Linked DNA regions of Sus scrofa: region 1 is linked to region 2. A link is a contact called in public Hi-C data. All regions are on one chromosome and are shown on one strand. Each heading gives the region's core, a stretch centred on a gene start, on an enhancer-like site or on the middle of the called end of the contact. The rest is flanking DNA. Distances are from core to core; before and after follow the strand shown. Region 1 overlaps LOC106509214 (a long non-coding RNA gene). Region 2 has its middle 140 kb from the start of SEC61B.

Evidence for each region. Hi-C and Micro-C count contacts between places; a contact is called where the count stands out from the background.
Region 1: a contact with region 2 is called in a Hi-C map of fetal heart ventricle, with 2.2 times the contacts expected there. The contact joins two enhancer-like sites. A contact is called at or near these places in 2 of 47 Hi-C or Micro-C datasets (fetal heart ventricle and skeletal muscle) and 1 of 2 datasets of contacts at active chromatin or transcription factors (skeletal muscle).

What each region holds. Positions count from the first base shown.
Region 1 is chr1:241,316,622-241,323,709 of Sscrofa11.1, forward strand. The region is part of intron 3 of LOC106509214 (a long non-coding RNA gene); the gene reads right to left. Among named protein-coding and RNA genes, the nearest start is that of NR4A3, 250 kb to the right of the region's middle. Within about 2 kb of position 2,855, at least 2 of the 83 cell types and tissues checked have an H3K27ac peak or open chromatin away from gene starts, as enhancers often do.
Region 2 is chr1:241,124,588-241,132,153 of Sscrofa11.1, forward strand. No RefSeq gene overlaps it. Among named protein-coding and RNA genes, the nearest start is that of SEC61B, 140 kb to the left of the region's middle. Within about 2 kb of position 5,689, at least 22 of the 83 cell types and tissues checked have an H3K27ac peak or open chromatin away from gene starts, as enhancers often do.

The DNA of each region.
Region 1 (7,088 bases), core at 1,605-4,104, 190 kb after region 2:
GGGTTATGAAGGGAACAAAGTTGGGAGAAAACAAGTGTTTTGCTTTGAATATATTACGTGTAAAATACCCACTAGACAGTCAAGTGAAAATGTCAAGTCAATAGCTGGATATACAAATCCAGAGGTAAACAGACAGTTTAGGCTAAACATAGATTTAAATGTCATTGGCATATGTAACTATTACTTGCAGCCATGAAATTCTGGGGGAGAAGGGATTAAAAAGAGGGAATAAAAAGAGGGAATAGCAGAGTCCTAGAGCACTCCAATTTCCAGAGGTTCAACAGTGGAGGAGGGACCAGCAAAAGGTATTAAGAAATCATGGCCTGCGGGGTGAGAGGAAAAGAAAGTGATCAAGAAGAAGGGAGCAATTGGTTAACTGTGTCAAGAGTTGCTAGGCAGCTTCGTGGAAAAAAAAAAAAAAAAAGGAAGCGAAGTGACCAGCAGATTTAGCAAAATGAAAGTCCTCAGTGACCTTGAACTGAGCGGTTTCAGTAGGATGATTCACTCCCTACCTGGCATGGCACTCACCTGTCTCACTGGCTTCATCTCCCAGACTGGAGCTGGTAGATGCCTTGCAGGCAAGTGAGCAGGTGCTGAAGGGTCTTAAAGGAGAGAACAGGTGACAGGGGCCAGTACCTCCTGGAGGGGAAGGCTTTGTGTGTGAGGGATGTCTGAGCTTTTACTTTAAGGTGCAAATGAGTTTGCAGAACAGTGAAGGACATCAAAGATAGAAGGCAGAGAAACCTATGTAAAGACACAACAGTGAAAGGACTTGCTTGGTATGCCTTGAAACAGTGCAGTGGTTGAGCAGGAGCTCCCAAATAATAGGTCCATGATCCTAACATCTGGAACCTGTGAATATGATCTCATCTGGAAAAAGAGGTCTTTGCTGGCATAATTAATCTAGAGATGACGTGGATTATCCTGGATTATTAGGACATGTGTCCTTATGAGAGAGAGACAGAGGGAAATTTGAGACAGAACTGAGGGGAAAGATACAAAGATGGAGGCAGAGATGGGAGGGATGCCATCACAGAAAGGTGTGCCTGGAGCCATGGAAGCGGGAAGGATTCTCTCCCAGAGCCTTCTGAGCAAGCGTGGGCCTGCCAACCTTGATTTCAGACTTTTGGCTTCTAACACTACAAGAGAGTATATTTTTGTTGTTTTAAGACACCAAGTCTGTGGTAATTTGTCTCAGCGGCCCTAGGAACCTAATGCAGATAGACAGAAGTTCATCACAGCAGGAGTTCAGGATGCTTTGCTGAACCACTTTGTGACCTCCTTCTATCAGATGTGTATTGGAACCATGCTCGCCTTTCCTGGTAGCAAAGAAAGCAGCCACTTAGAGCTAGCCTGGCTTCTTTACAAGGAAAGCCAGGCTTGTTAGTTGAAACCAGACATAATAGTGAGGACACCTATGTTCCTAAAGAGACAAGGCCAAAATATGCTAATGGAAGGGAAAATCCTTTCCTTTGCAGGACTTCCAATGCGGTTGACTCATTTTAAAAACAGACCAAAAACCCTCCGCTGCCTGGATGAGGCATATCTGCCTCATGTAACCATGCAAAGAAATTAGCCACTGCTCTCAGTGGAGATAATCTGAGCTGGAACTATGGACTCATCGTCACCCAGGGGATCAGAGCCACCCCCGTGTCTTGCTGTGGGACTCACTGAAACCTGAGGTGTCACTCACATTTAGAGGATCAGAAAGAGAGACAGAATAGACTCTTGGGCAGAAGACTGCAGTGAGGACCCCACACTGCAGAGCTGAAGAAGAAATTCCGTGGGGAAGGATACCCCACAGAGATGGGAATCCATCATCAGAAGGGAGACATCTTCCAGGAGGACCTAAGGCCCCCTTGTGTGACATAAAAGAACAAGGGATCGGTATCCAGATTTCGTGTCTGATACTATTTGTCCCTTCTCAGATCTGGGACAGAACCTTGTCGAATGTCACCACTGTCCATTGTGGAGGTCTGGTGAAGGCTGGCGGGGCAGGCTGGGGAGGGGAACATGGGGATGGGATCAGGTTAGTTGCTTCTCTTCTCTGGGACTGGGGGTGGCTGCTGTGTCTTGCACCACCCTGTCCCTCCCCGCCCCAGGCCATGTTCTGATGTGAAAGAAGTCACCATGGGTGACGAAAGCAGCATAGAAACCCCCACCCCAACTAAGCTGGGAGTAAAACCAAGGTACTGAGGTTTTCTAGCCATGATTAGATTTGCTTTTTATAGAGATCATTCTAAGAGCAGTGTGGAAAATGGAGTGCTTGGGAAGAAACTGGTAACAGAAAGATCACGTTCCAGAATGTTTAAGTAACAGTCCAAGAGAAAGTGAAGAAGACCAGATGAAGGCAGCGGTAGTGTGGGCAGAAGCACCCACTGAAGAGGGGGCTCTAACTTGGGAGACTGAACTGAGAGCTGTTCTGTTAACCAAGATCTGGACAGAAGGCAAGGGGAAGACTTCTCCATCCAATTCCTAGCCTCGGGAAACTGGGGTGTTGGAATACCAGGGCTCCTCGGGGTCAAGAAAATTCCTGGCCATGTCTATGTTTGAAGCTTTTGGTGATTTAAATAAAAAGAAGAAATGCAAAAACAGAGCCAAATAAACCGTGGTATCTCTTAAATATTTGCTTTTTAAAAATCATGGCTTAAACCACATGTACAATGCTGAGTATGTTTGTTTAGTCTTCAAAGGAAGTCATAGAAATTATCAATTTATTTATTATATCGTCAGGGCTCTGTTCTCATAAAGAAACACAATTTTCTCTTGTATGACGAGAGTCTTCTCCTAGGTTTGGCAGTGTCTCACTGAGACTGTGTGCATGACCCCAATTAGAGAGGAGGTTAAAAATAGACATCGGGGGCTCAGCATGATTGTGAGGCCTAGGCATGCAGTCCTCTGGATAGACACTGAGGCCTGGCTGTGGATGTCAAATCCTTGAAAAACTGCCCAAAGAAATAATTAATCCAAAGGTGCTGGTTGGAAAGAGCTAGAAGCCAGAGAGCGCAGGCTGAGAATAAAGCAAGGAAGCAAAGGGGGCAGAGCCGAAAAGCACCCCCAGGCCTCCCAGCTGGCAGCCACTGGGTGGGGATGTGCTCTGAGAGTGTCAGGAGAGTCTGGAGCTGAATCATTCTGTCCTTGCCATCAACTGGGCAAGAATAAAAGCATGTTTCAGGGGTACCCAGAGCTTCTGATCAGTGGGAGTTTGTCTCCCTACCATGGCACTCTTTTGAGCCCTATGTCCACTAGATTGGCCTTTCTTCATTTGGATTTTTTTTTTTTTTTTGTCTGTTTTCTATTTCTTGGGCCGCTCCTGCGGCATATGGAGGTTCCCAGGCTAGGGGTCCAATTGGAGCTGTAGCTGCCGGCCTATGCCAGAGCCACAGCAATGCAGGATCTGAGCCTCGTCTGCAACCTACATCACAGCTCACGGTAACGCCGGATCCTTAACCCACTGAGCAAGGGCAGGGATCAAACCCGCAACCTCCTGGTTCCTAGTCAGATTCGTTAACCACTGCGCCACGACAGGACCTCCTGATTTGGATTTTGACCTATATTTTCTTAACCTCTTACTCTTCTATCACTAACACTTGGTACATGTACTATGGAACAGTAGAGAACAGGGAGAAAAGCATTAGTTTCCAGGTTACAAAGATCTAGCTTCAAATTCTTAGGCACAGCAGTACATTATTCTGAGCCTCAGTTTCTCTACCTGTAAAATGGGGGTTATAGCATAGGATTTGTTGCAAAGATAAAGAGATAAAGAGATGGTTGTGAAGGTGCCTTGTGATTTAAAGCACCACAGGCACTAGCCCAAAGTGAGGTCATCCTTATTGTGGTTGGTGTGGGAACTCCCCAGGCCCAGAACCCAGAGTCAGGGGTTGTAGCCACAGCATTATGACTTGCAACCTAAGGTTCCACACAGCTGCAGCCCCCTCCCTGTGACTCAGTGCCATGAGACACCCTTCACCCCAACTTCTCTTTCTTTGCTGCCTGTAACTACCTGTCTCAGTCCAGCTGGCTCCTGCATGGCCTAAATTGGATCTGCTCTTGCCATATAAAATGCCTTGATCACTATCCTGAGTGGTCTTTCACCACCGTACCTGTTCTACAAGGGCCCTCATTTGGGCACTGACTGTGAACATACTTGGTCTCTATTGGTGGGAGGAGAAGAATGAGGGGAAGCAAGACCCTACTGACCCTCCACCAAGTACACTCCCATGGACAAGGCTTTATGTTCCAGCCTAGTTGTTCAAAGCCCAGCTAACATGTAACCTCCTTCAGAAAGCTCCCTGATGTTCCAGATTCTGAATTCTGAGTCCCATCTGCCTCTTCTAATGGGCATTTCAAGACAGTGACGTGAATTCATATAAATATTTCCCCACCATAACATGTGCTCCTTGACTTATCTATGATTTACCTAGGTCTCCCTCACAGTGCTAGACATACAGCAGATGCTCAGTAATGTTTATTGAGATTAAAACAAATCCTCTCATTAAGATTTTCTATTTACCAAAGGTATCTTTTCCCTACTACGATCTGAGTGCTTTATAGCAGAGGTCAGCAAACCAAGGCCCACCACCTGTTTCTGTAAATAAAGTTTTGTTCGGACACAGCCACGTACTTTTATTTGTTCGGTGTCTATCTCTGCATTCGTGCTACAGTGGCAGAGCTTAGAATCATAATAGAGACCTTACAGCCTAAAATATTTTAAAAAATTTTTTGGTTGCCCCTGTCCAAATGTTCTCATCTGCAATACAAGGATAATAACAAACATCACAAAGCTGTTGTGAAGATCACAAAGGATAGTAGATGCATGGATGTAAAACTGTTCTGCAGACAGCATCCACTCTGCCCATCACAACGGTCAGGATGAGGCTGGACATCTCACGTGACGATGTGAGACGTGTAAAGATTCACTTGGGGGATGGCCTGTCCCACCTAAGCTGACACCTGGTAAACATACAGTGCTGCACAAATTCGGAACTCGAGTATCTGCCCACCAGGAATCCAATCCCCGCCCCCAGCCTCCAGGGCAGACTCCCCACATATGACATTAATTCAGATGGGGCTCTGGCTGCTGGAAAGAATGAAATAGGCCCTTGAATGTTCCTGTTTCTTATTTATGATAAATGCTCTGAGAAGTAAGGAAGTCCTTTAATTAATGCCATTGGCAGATTTGCATAACTGCTGGTTGTGGTAGATAAGAATGATTTTTTACTTGATTTGACAGAGCTAACATGCAAACTCCAAAATATTTTCAATTAGCCTCCTAGCTAGCTATCAACATGGATCACACACTTCCTAAGGTGGGCCTCTGAGTCTTGAGGAAGTGGCATGTTTCAAGACCCAAGGGAAGTGTGGGTGATGGGGTAGGCTGGCGGGGACACAGCTCAGATTTGTACAGAAAGAGACATTTCCCTGTGACTGAGTTGGAAGAGGTGTTCATCATGAGGGCAGAGCCGTGACTGATTTGAAGGCCATGCTCTTTCTGGCTTCTGGCTGCCTGTGGGCTTGGCTGGTAGGATGGGAGCAAATCTCCTCATTGTGGACATGAAGGACAGCCACCATCATCAAGCGGAGTTGTTTCATCCTCCTTAATGAGATACGAAATCTTCCCCAGAAAGGGGAAGTTGCGTGGGGATGAGCTTGACTCCAGGCCCCTCATACCCACTTGGCTAGTCTCTCCCCAACTCCTGCTGTGTCCGTACTTTACTGTCCATCAGAAAATGTCACTGCCATCATCACACTGAACCTGGGGAGACAGGGATCTCAACGCTGATTGTGTAGAGGAGGAAACTGAGGTCCAGAAATGAAACACTGCATGGGGCTCCCACCAGTGGCCATACACATAGGAGCCTGGCTCCCAGCCCCATGGTCCGGCTCTCCACCGTGCTGCCCACTGTAGCCATGGTCTCCTGCTTTTCCGACCCTGACGACAAAACTCCAGGCTGGCTGATACTAGCACCAGCAGTGAGGCTGGACTCTGCTAGGACCAGACTTTCTGCCTGAGACTCCCCACACTGGGTGCCCCCAAACCCTCCTCCTTGTGTTACTGACACCCAAGTCCTGCTGGGGTTAGGGTAAGGAAGGGGAGGAAGCAGGGCACAAAACTTAAGGAATTGCTCACTCTTGGGGTCATGTAATTCCTTGTTATGAGGATTAAATGAAATAACGAAGTGCATAGAAACAGAACCTGCACACGGAAAGTGCTATGAAACCACTTCATATTGTTATCAATAGTAGTAGCACTAGTAGGCGTAATATTGAGAGAATCTCTGTTAACTAGAGATGAAATTAATTTTTGTCAGTGAATAGACTGTGACGATCATAAAGCTATATAAATGTAAACTATTGTTCCAGAAGTTCTTATGCTACTTTGGGGGCTCAACTGTCCCTGAATGAGAGAAATTTGGCTTTGCCTTATTCATAGCCACAAGTAACCTGCTAGGCTGCCTTGCGCCTCTTACATGCCAAGAAGCCCGGACTCCATGCTGGAGCTAATAGGAGCCACTGAAATATTTCAAGCTGGAAGTGATATGGAAAATCTCTGTTTGACGAAGATTTCTCCGGCAGTGGAATCTTAGACAAGAGATGGCTGGAACTGAGGCAGGGAGTCCATTGAGAGATAATTGAATGATCCTTGAGAGACAATGAGGTCTGAAGTAGGGCAGGGGTATTAGGGATAAGAAAGGACCAAGCAAGAGAGTGTAGATGAGGAAGTGAAATCTGTTCATCACTCCTGGAAAAACAACTGTGAATCAGTGATACCATCTTTATCCCCCAAAGCAAACAGATCCTTCATTAGTGCTAGCGATTGGGAGCTGTGTGAGGTTTGGTACCCACTAGCTGCTAAACATGCATATAAAAGGAAGCACACCATATGCTGTGATGAGTTTATGCCAATTGGCCCCACTCAGATATATACTGCTTTAATTTTAACACTTTATTTGAACAAAACTCTACTTCTAATGAAGCATAGGATTCCCAGAGTTTCTTCCTGCTGGCCAATTTGACTTGATTTCTTTCCTTGGTGATGAAATGTCTCTTTCATTAAGTAAGGATTTAGATATCAACCCAACAGAACA
Region 2 (7,566 bases), core at 4,439-6,938:
GACCTCTTACTGTTCAATAGCTCTGTCTAGCAGAAAGCTTTTGGTCACTCTTATGGTTTACCCTTTTGTCCTAGGCCCAATTCTTTCTTTACTCCATTTGGAATTGGTTCAATCCTTCTTCCCCAGGAAAGATTTTCAGAGGCAATTACTTTACCACCCAAATCTACTCTTCTGGCTAAACAGAACCAGTTCTTTCAAAGGTCTTTCCCGTGACACAGTTTTGAGTCTCCTCCCCTCCTGATCACCCTTTTCTTGTCACAACAATAAGTAACACAATACTCTGGTTTTCTGTAGTTCTCAGAGAGTAAGTTGTTGGGGATGGACAAGTTTTCCAGAGGGTTGAGGCATTATCTCTTTAGCACTACACTTTTAAAAAGCATGCTAGAAAGCATGCAAGGATGCAGATCCTTTTAGAAAACACACATACCTGCCAATTCTCTTTCTGACATTTCTCATCATCTCATGATACTTCTCCCCAAACATCTCCCTGAAGCTCTTTGTACAACCCCTTCCAACAAGACTGGACTTTCTGTACCATCAGTGAAAGAACAAGGACGAATGAGAGGAAGCCCCAGAAGGTCAGCTTTCTCGTAGACATTAGACACACCTTCTAATGGCTGAGGAGCTCGACAAAAGCAAGGGTGGTGCCAGCTGGGAGCAAGCTCTTGGCCTTCAAGGTGTCAGGCAGAGGCACCTGGCAGGGGTGTTTTTGAGGTGGCTCTGCTTGCAGGTCTGCTAAGGACTGGACGAGGTGCCCTGCAAGCTCCTCCAGCCCTATGATTATGTGGTTGTGGACAAAGACTCCATGATGGGGTTTATATACAAAACAAGGGCTTCTGGGTGTCCTTCTGACAGTCGTGGGAGAGAGAACAGAGAGCCAGTTCCTTCAGCCAAACAGCTCTGGGGCTGGCAGCTGAGCACGTCTCGACCATGGTCTATGGCTGACTCGAGCCTCCCGAGAAGAGGGGACAGCATGCACAGCGTGGTGACTGGCAGGAGGAAGGAAGGCATGACTCTGCCTCCTGTGTTTGGAGGACTTATGGGTCAGTTCTCACCTCCCTCCCGTCTCTGGAGAGCAGTTGGCCCTCTGGTTGGTCTGGGAGTGTTTGCAGTTCTGAAAAGTGTAGAAGAAATCTGGGACATTGTCCTGGAACCATTTGCCAAATTCCTAGGTATCAGAGTGGCCACAGGCTTATTGTCAATGTTAGGATGTCAGTGTTTCCACTGAATCCTGGAATCTCAGATCTGGGGAGACCATTGCGTCATTCCAGTCCAGCCCCTCAGAGGCTGGCACACCCTCCCAAGCTGTCATCCTGCCTCTGCTGAACACCCCAGTGTTTGATTAAAGGGGATGATGGATGTAAATTATCTGCCATAGGCAGGTAGATAAATGCCTCCCCTCCCTCCGAATGATAGGAAGCTCACTACTTTATAAATTAAACACAAAGGTCAGGCTTATGAAAACTCCAAATCTCACTAGGTCACAGCTAGAACATGCTCTGATGTCATTTCATCTGGTTTTCATGTTCCAGAGTATAAAATCTAGGCTCAGCTATTAAGTCACCAACCCTGTCTCTGTCATGGATGGATTAAAGACATCTCCTTAAAGTCCTGTGGTCACAAGGACTTCTGGATGCCCTGTCTTCCTGAGTTTTCCAGGAAGCCAGTCCTGTATGAAGGTAGTCAGAGGTAGCGGCATCCACCAGGGTTACTCAGAGACTCTCCTCAGGCCTGCTCTGCCCATCCAGTGACAACAGACTGGGCTAAAGAGATGTGTTCTGCAAAGTGCAGGGGGAATGGAGGGCCTTTCCAGGCCACTGCAGATGCCCAAGGAGCAATGACAGTCTTAGGTCAGGTTCCTTAGGAGCCGAGGCTGAGAAAGGGTGTTAGGTCCCCTGGTTTATAGAGGGAAAAACCTGCAAGGGAGGGAGATAGAGAAGCAGGATATGGAGGAGAAAGGAACAAGCACAGATCTGGTTGAGGGTGGGGCTACCAGGTAAAATACAGAGTGTCCAGTTAAATTTGAATTTTAGATAAACAGTGAGCAATTTTTTACTACAAGGAGCTCTAAATATTGCATCGGACGTAATTATACCAAAAATGTGCGCTTTGTTGATCTGAAATGCGAATTTAACTGGAAATCCTGTATTTTTGTTTCCTAAATCCGGCACCCCAGTCTAGGCCAACCAATCAGCTTTGTTTGCCCTAAACTGAGGGATTGGACTAGGATATGAGACTTTCAGAGCTCTAAGCTATGGTCTCAGGTAAACAGTGGCCTTGGCCTAGTCCTTGAAGAGGAGGTTGGAAGTGGGACTGGCACTCTGGAGCCTAAAGCGCTAGGCCACAGTGTCCCCTACAGAGGCAGGCACCAACCTTTCAGATCCCTGTGTCACTTAGTCAGCCCTGTGCTGGTGGTTGTTGAGGCAGGGTGGGTAACCTACTGGAGAGGCAACTCCTGTTTCCTGAGGGCAGCTCTCCCAAGAAAGACGGTAGCTGTGAGTCAGGAAAAGGCAAGCAGGTCACACTCAGAGCATCCGGGGTGTGTGTGGGGATGCACAGGCCCTGAAAAGGGGAACAGGGTAGATACCACAGTGTCTACTCAACCATCTACAGGCCTCCAGCCCAGGGCTCTGCTCTACCCTTCAAGAGAAAGGATGAAAACTAAGCCTGACTTGAGTCCCACAGACCAACAGGGCAGCTACTCTGTTCTAGGCTGGGTGTTCAGGAAATTCCAGTGCAAACCAGCTGGAATGTACTACCATGCTCACAAAATTCTGTGAGAGCCCAGAGAAGGGGCTTTCATCATTATTCCCAACTGGGAGGAGGACAGAACAGATTTCACAGAGGGAGTAATACCTGTACCAGGCCTCAAAAACGGGTGGGATTTTGGCAAGGGTTGGGGGTGGGGAGGCAAGGTGGTAGTTGGGGTGGGGGGAAGCTGCAGCGACATAAAGGTCAAAGTCATGGAGGTTGAGGTGTGGAGGTACAGCATATAAAGAGGTCTCATCAAATCCTCCAAGAAGCAGGTGCATGGGGCTTTACTTTCTAGTCCACAAACTAGCCCCTAAACTGAGGGAACATAAGTGCTTGCCAAGACTGTAGATTCTGGGGCAGGTTTTGTCTGAAGCACAAAGCATCTGGTCCATACAAAGGGCTGAAGGACTTATTTTCTGACCCAAGCTAATGCTTTGGAAAGTGCTGGCAGCTCTGCTGACCTGGGGATGCCCAGGCACCTGGGGAACGTCCCAGCTTCTGGCAGGGGAGGCCCTGCCACCCGGCCCTGGCCCAGATCCATGGGAAGACAAGCTTCCTTCTCACCTTTCCAGTATATCCTGAAACCAGAAGCCCCATGACACTGGCTTCTCTGTCCCTGCTCTGGGATTTCAGCTCTGGCTGAGGCAGGACACCCACACTGCTGAGAAGCCTGAGAAGCTTCTGGGACAAAGATGCAGAGAGGGTCAGCCGGGGAGAGCAATGGGACCCATCCCAGATCAGTGTCCCCATTTCTGGGCTGAACTTGGCCCAGCATTGTAGAGCTCAGCATCTGAGCCTTCCAGTGGCACTGGGATTTCTTTTCAGCCATTTGCAGAGTGAAACAGGGCTATTAAGTCCTTATTCCAACAACTTACGTGCTGTGTGACCTTAAACATTTCACTTGGCCTTGCTGAATCCTCCTTCCCATTTTTACTAATGGCAAACACATCAGCACTAGCAACATTCTCAAAGCATTTGCCAGCTTTCACAACAGCATAGTTACATAAATTCTCTGATTTAAACTTCCTAGCAAATTGTGAAGTGGGTGAGTGGGCAAACGGCGTTAGTATCTCCATTTTAAGGAAGAAGAAATCAAATTATATAAAAGCAATGTATCTTGCCCTACTTGCCACAAGGTTCCTGGCTCCTGACTCTAGGACACCAAATAGACAACCATCTCTTATCAGAGTCTCCAGGAAATGTCTGAGCCAGAGTGAGCAATTTAAAAGTCCTGATGATGGGGACCCAGGGAGCATTTGGTTTCCATGAGATTTCTGACACCCACAGACACCCACCCACCCACAGCTGGGCTAAGGAGGAGAGGGTGTCCTACAACTGGCCCTGTATTTTGTTTCTGCTGCAGTCTCACGTGAATGCAAATCTCAGCATGCTTTGCTCTTAGAAATACAATAAAAATATTTCATTCTGAAGCCACAACCAAATTGATTGTTGGTAGAAATAAATTTGGATTTGACAACATGGGTTTTGATTTTTGTTTTTTGTTTTTTTCCTCTTTCAAGGCTGCACCTGTGGCATATGGAAGTTCCCAGGCTAGGGGTGGAACCGCGCTTTAGCCACAGCAATGTGTTACCTGCGCCACATCTGCAACCTACTCTGCAGCTCGCGTCAATGCTGAATCCTTAACCCACTGAGGCAGGGATCAAACCTGCATCCTCACAGATACTTTGTTGGGTTCTTAACCTGCAGGGCCACAATGGGAACTCCATGTAGTGTTCTTTTTAGATTCCAATGTGACTGTGTCTCAGATTAGTCACTGCTCAGAATCTAAAGAAACAAGCAAGGCCAAGGGTTCCAAGGTGGGAAAGGTCTCTTCTAGTTGGGGTGGGGGGTCAGGAGGGGAGCAGAGCCAGAGAAAGAAAATAATAAAAACAGCATTAATAAAGATTGTATTTTGTTTTGAGAGGTGAGAAGGAAGTAGTAGGGAAGATGTGAGAATTGGCGCTAGCATGCATTTTGTAGCCAGACACAAGATTTCAGTCCCAGCAGAGCCAGTGACAAGCTAGGTGAATCTAGGCCAGCCAGTCACGACTCTCTGGGCCTGAATCTCCTCCCTTGTAAGCTGGGTGTGGCAGGACCCCCCCCTCCAGCATCATTGTCAGGGTCCGGGTTTCCACGGTGCTTGCACAGTGCTTGACCACAGCGGGCACTTAATATGTGTTAATTCCACTGATTTTCCCTCCTCTTCCTGTAAGTGGATCATTCTCCTAGAAAGTATGAAACCCTCTTTCTTCAAAATATACAAAACTCTGTCTTCTTAGAGAAGTCTGACACGATTAACTTTTAAGCTAGAAAAAAAAAAAAAAAGGCTCTGCATGAACAATGAACCCATTGCTTATCTTCTTCTGATCTTGCTCATCCTTCTCCCCCCAAAAAGCACATACATACGCTCGCACAGAGCTGGAATGCCATGGAGAAGGAAGGCCAGGCTGCAACTGTCCCAGCATCCTGCCTAAAGTAAACAGGCCATTCTCAAGCCCGTGGGGATGGGGGTCTGTGCTCTTCCCCTGCCAGCAGGCACTGAAATCGAACCACAGGCCTAGCGCCCCCTGCCCACTCTGCCCGGTGTGGATGGCGCCCGGTGTCCCCAGAAAAACTCTGATAACACAGCCTGCCAAAGACCTCTCATTCTCATTTCCTCTTAGGAAACGAAAGGACGCAAATTGGAGAGGGAAAGACAAAATGAAAGCAAAATGATGGAAGGAAGGAGGGAAGGTAAGAGACCTGGTACAAGTGTGAAATCAAAATAATAGACTCAGGATGGTGAGATGCATGTGAACGGAGTGTGACGTGGGCAACCCCCACAAATAGACCTTCTGTTAAAAATAGCTTTTGTCTAAATGTGGAAAGAGTGTAAATATAGTAGCGGTTTCAGCTTACTACGAGCTGCCCCAGCTCCAAGTAACAGAGGCTTATTATAGGACGAGTGCGTCAGCAGCAGGAGAGGAGGGAGGGCAGACAGAAAAGCCCTGGGCTGTGGGTATAGTACCCACCGGCCGGCAAGGGGTCAGCTCACCTCCTGTGAAGTGGGATGGCTGAATTGCTCTAAGATGCTCTCACAGAAGTCTGCTGGGCAGAAAACTCTAGCCAAGCTGGGGAGGAAAGGAAGGAAGGAATCACAGAGCTGAAAAGGATCTGGGGAGGATTGTCTCTGAAATGCTCCTCATTCTCATCTAGAGTCTCACCAGGGCATATGGTCACTGTCCAGGAGGCTGCTTACTCCTGGACACTGCAGGAAGCCTTCAAAGGAACCCCCTGGAATGACCAGCCTGGAGAAAAACCAGTTTCCCTAGCCCCGAGTGCTGGGCAAAACCCCTAGAAACCTGTGGGAAGTGTCAGAAAGCTGTTTGACTCAAATCTTAAAAAAAAAAAAAAACCCCAAACAAAAAAAAACAACTTTGGGTTTTTCTCTCTGTGCCTTGCGCATCACTTAGTGGGTATGGTGGCTGGGTGACAGATTGGACAGCTGGTGTGGCTGAGGGTGCTGCTATCCTGGGGCAGGACCAAGGGGAATAGAACAGTTCTGCGGAAAGCTCATTGATCTGCATTCTCTGGATTCAGGTGGCTGAGGGGTGATGGCCCATGTGGGTGCTTCTGTCTGTGTGTCTGCCATCTAACCTCTTAGGGGATGCTCATTATCCTCCTGGTCTGTCACCATTTAACCCAGGTCATCTCTTCTCCCTGCTCAGCACATGCTTCTGCATATGTCACATATCCACACAGACAACCTCTCCCCCCTCCTCTCTCTCTCTCTCTCACCACACACACCACACACACACACACACACACACACACACACACACAAACATGGGTGCATGTGAACACACAGAGTTAGTGGTCTGAGGCCCATTTCTAGCAAGAGCCCTTACACCCCTTGCTTCCTCCCCACTCCCATTGCGTCCCTGTTTTCCCTGCTCTAGCCCTCTGGTTCCTTCTTTTCATCCCTAACCCTGAGCTTGACACTTGGATCCACTTCACCAAGTGGATCTTCGACTTTTTCTCATACACTATTGGGGTTTACTCTCTGGCTCTGCCCCCTCTGGATTCTGCCATCTAGGGTGACGGCCCCACTGATTGAGCTCTTGCCTCAGGATTGATGCCCTTATCATCTCTCACCCACACACTGGCATGGGTACCATCCTTCTAGCTTCTCCCCAATATCATCCAAACTTCCCTGAAAACCACCTTTTCAAGATGCATGTCCAATGGTGTCATTGCCCCACTCAAAAAGCAAAGGCTCCCCATGGCCAAAGACTCAGAAGCCCTGACTTGCTGCCCATCTGCTTTCCCAGCTGTGTCTCCTGGTACCTTGCACCAGGACTCTGGAGATTAGCTTTTGTCCACTGGGCATATTCCCATTCATACCTCTACCAGGGACCAGGCGCTTTCCTAGGCTGAAATCCTCTCCAAATCCTTTCACATCAAAGTCCTACCCACTCCTCAAGACTCTAGCTTTAAAAGGCTGTACGCATCTTCTGGGAAGCATCCCTGAAACTCTCGTCCCACAGCCACCACCTCCTTTTTCAATTCTACCCCAAATCTTAAGTCAGTTCCATGTACTTGGAAAATCAATCAACAGAACAAGTACCAAGTCTGGGTGAGGAACCCTCCCATGTGCTCCAACAGCCTGTATGTTCCTTTCCCAGAACACTTATCACTCTGTGTTGGAGTTGCTTTTTTAACTTGGGTCTCCCTCACTGGATTGTGACTCCCTTAGGGCAGGGTCTAGGTGGTCTTGTTCATGCCATATCCCCAGTGCCTAGCATGGTGCTTGGTTCATTGCACCAGATGAAG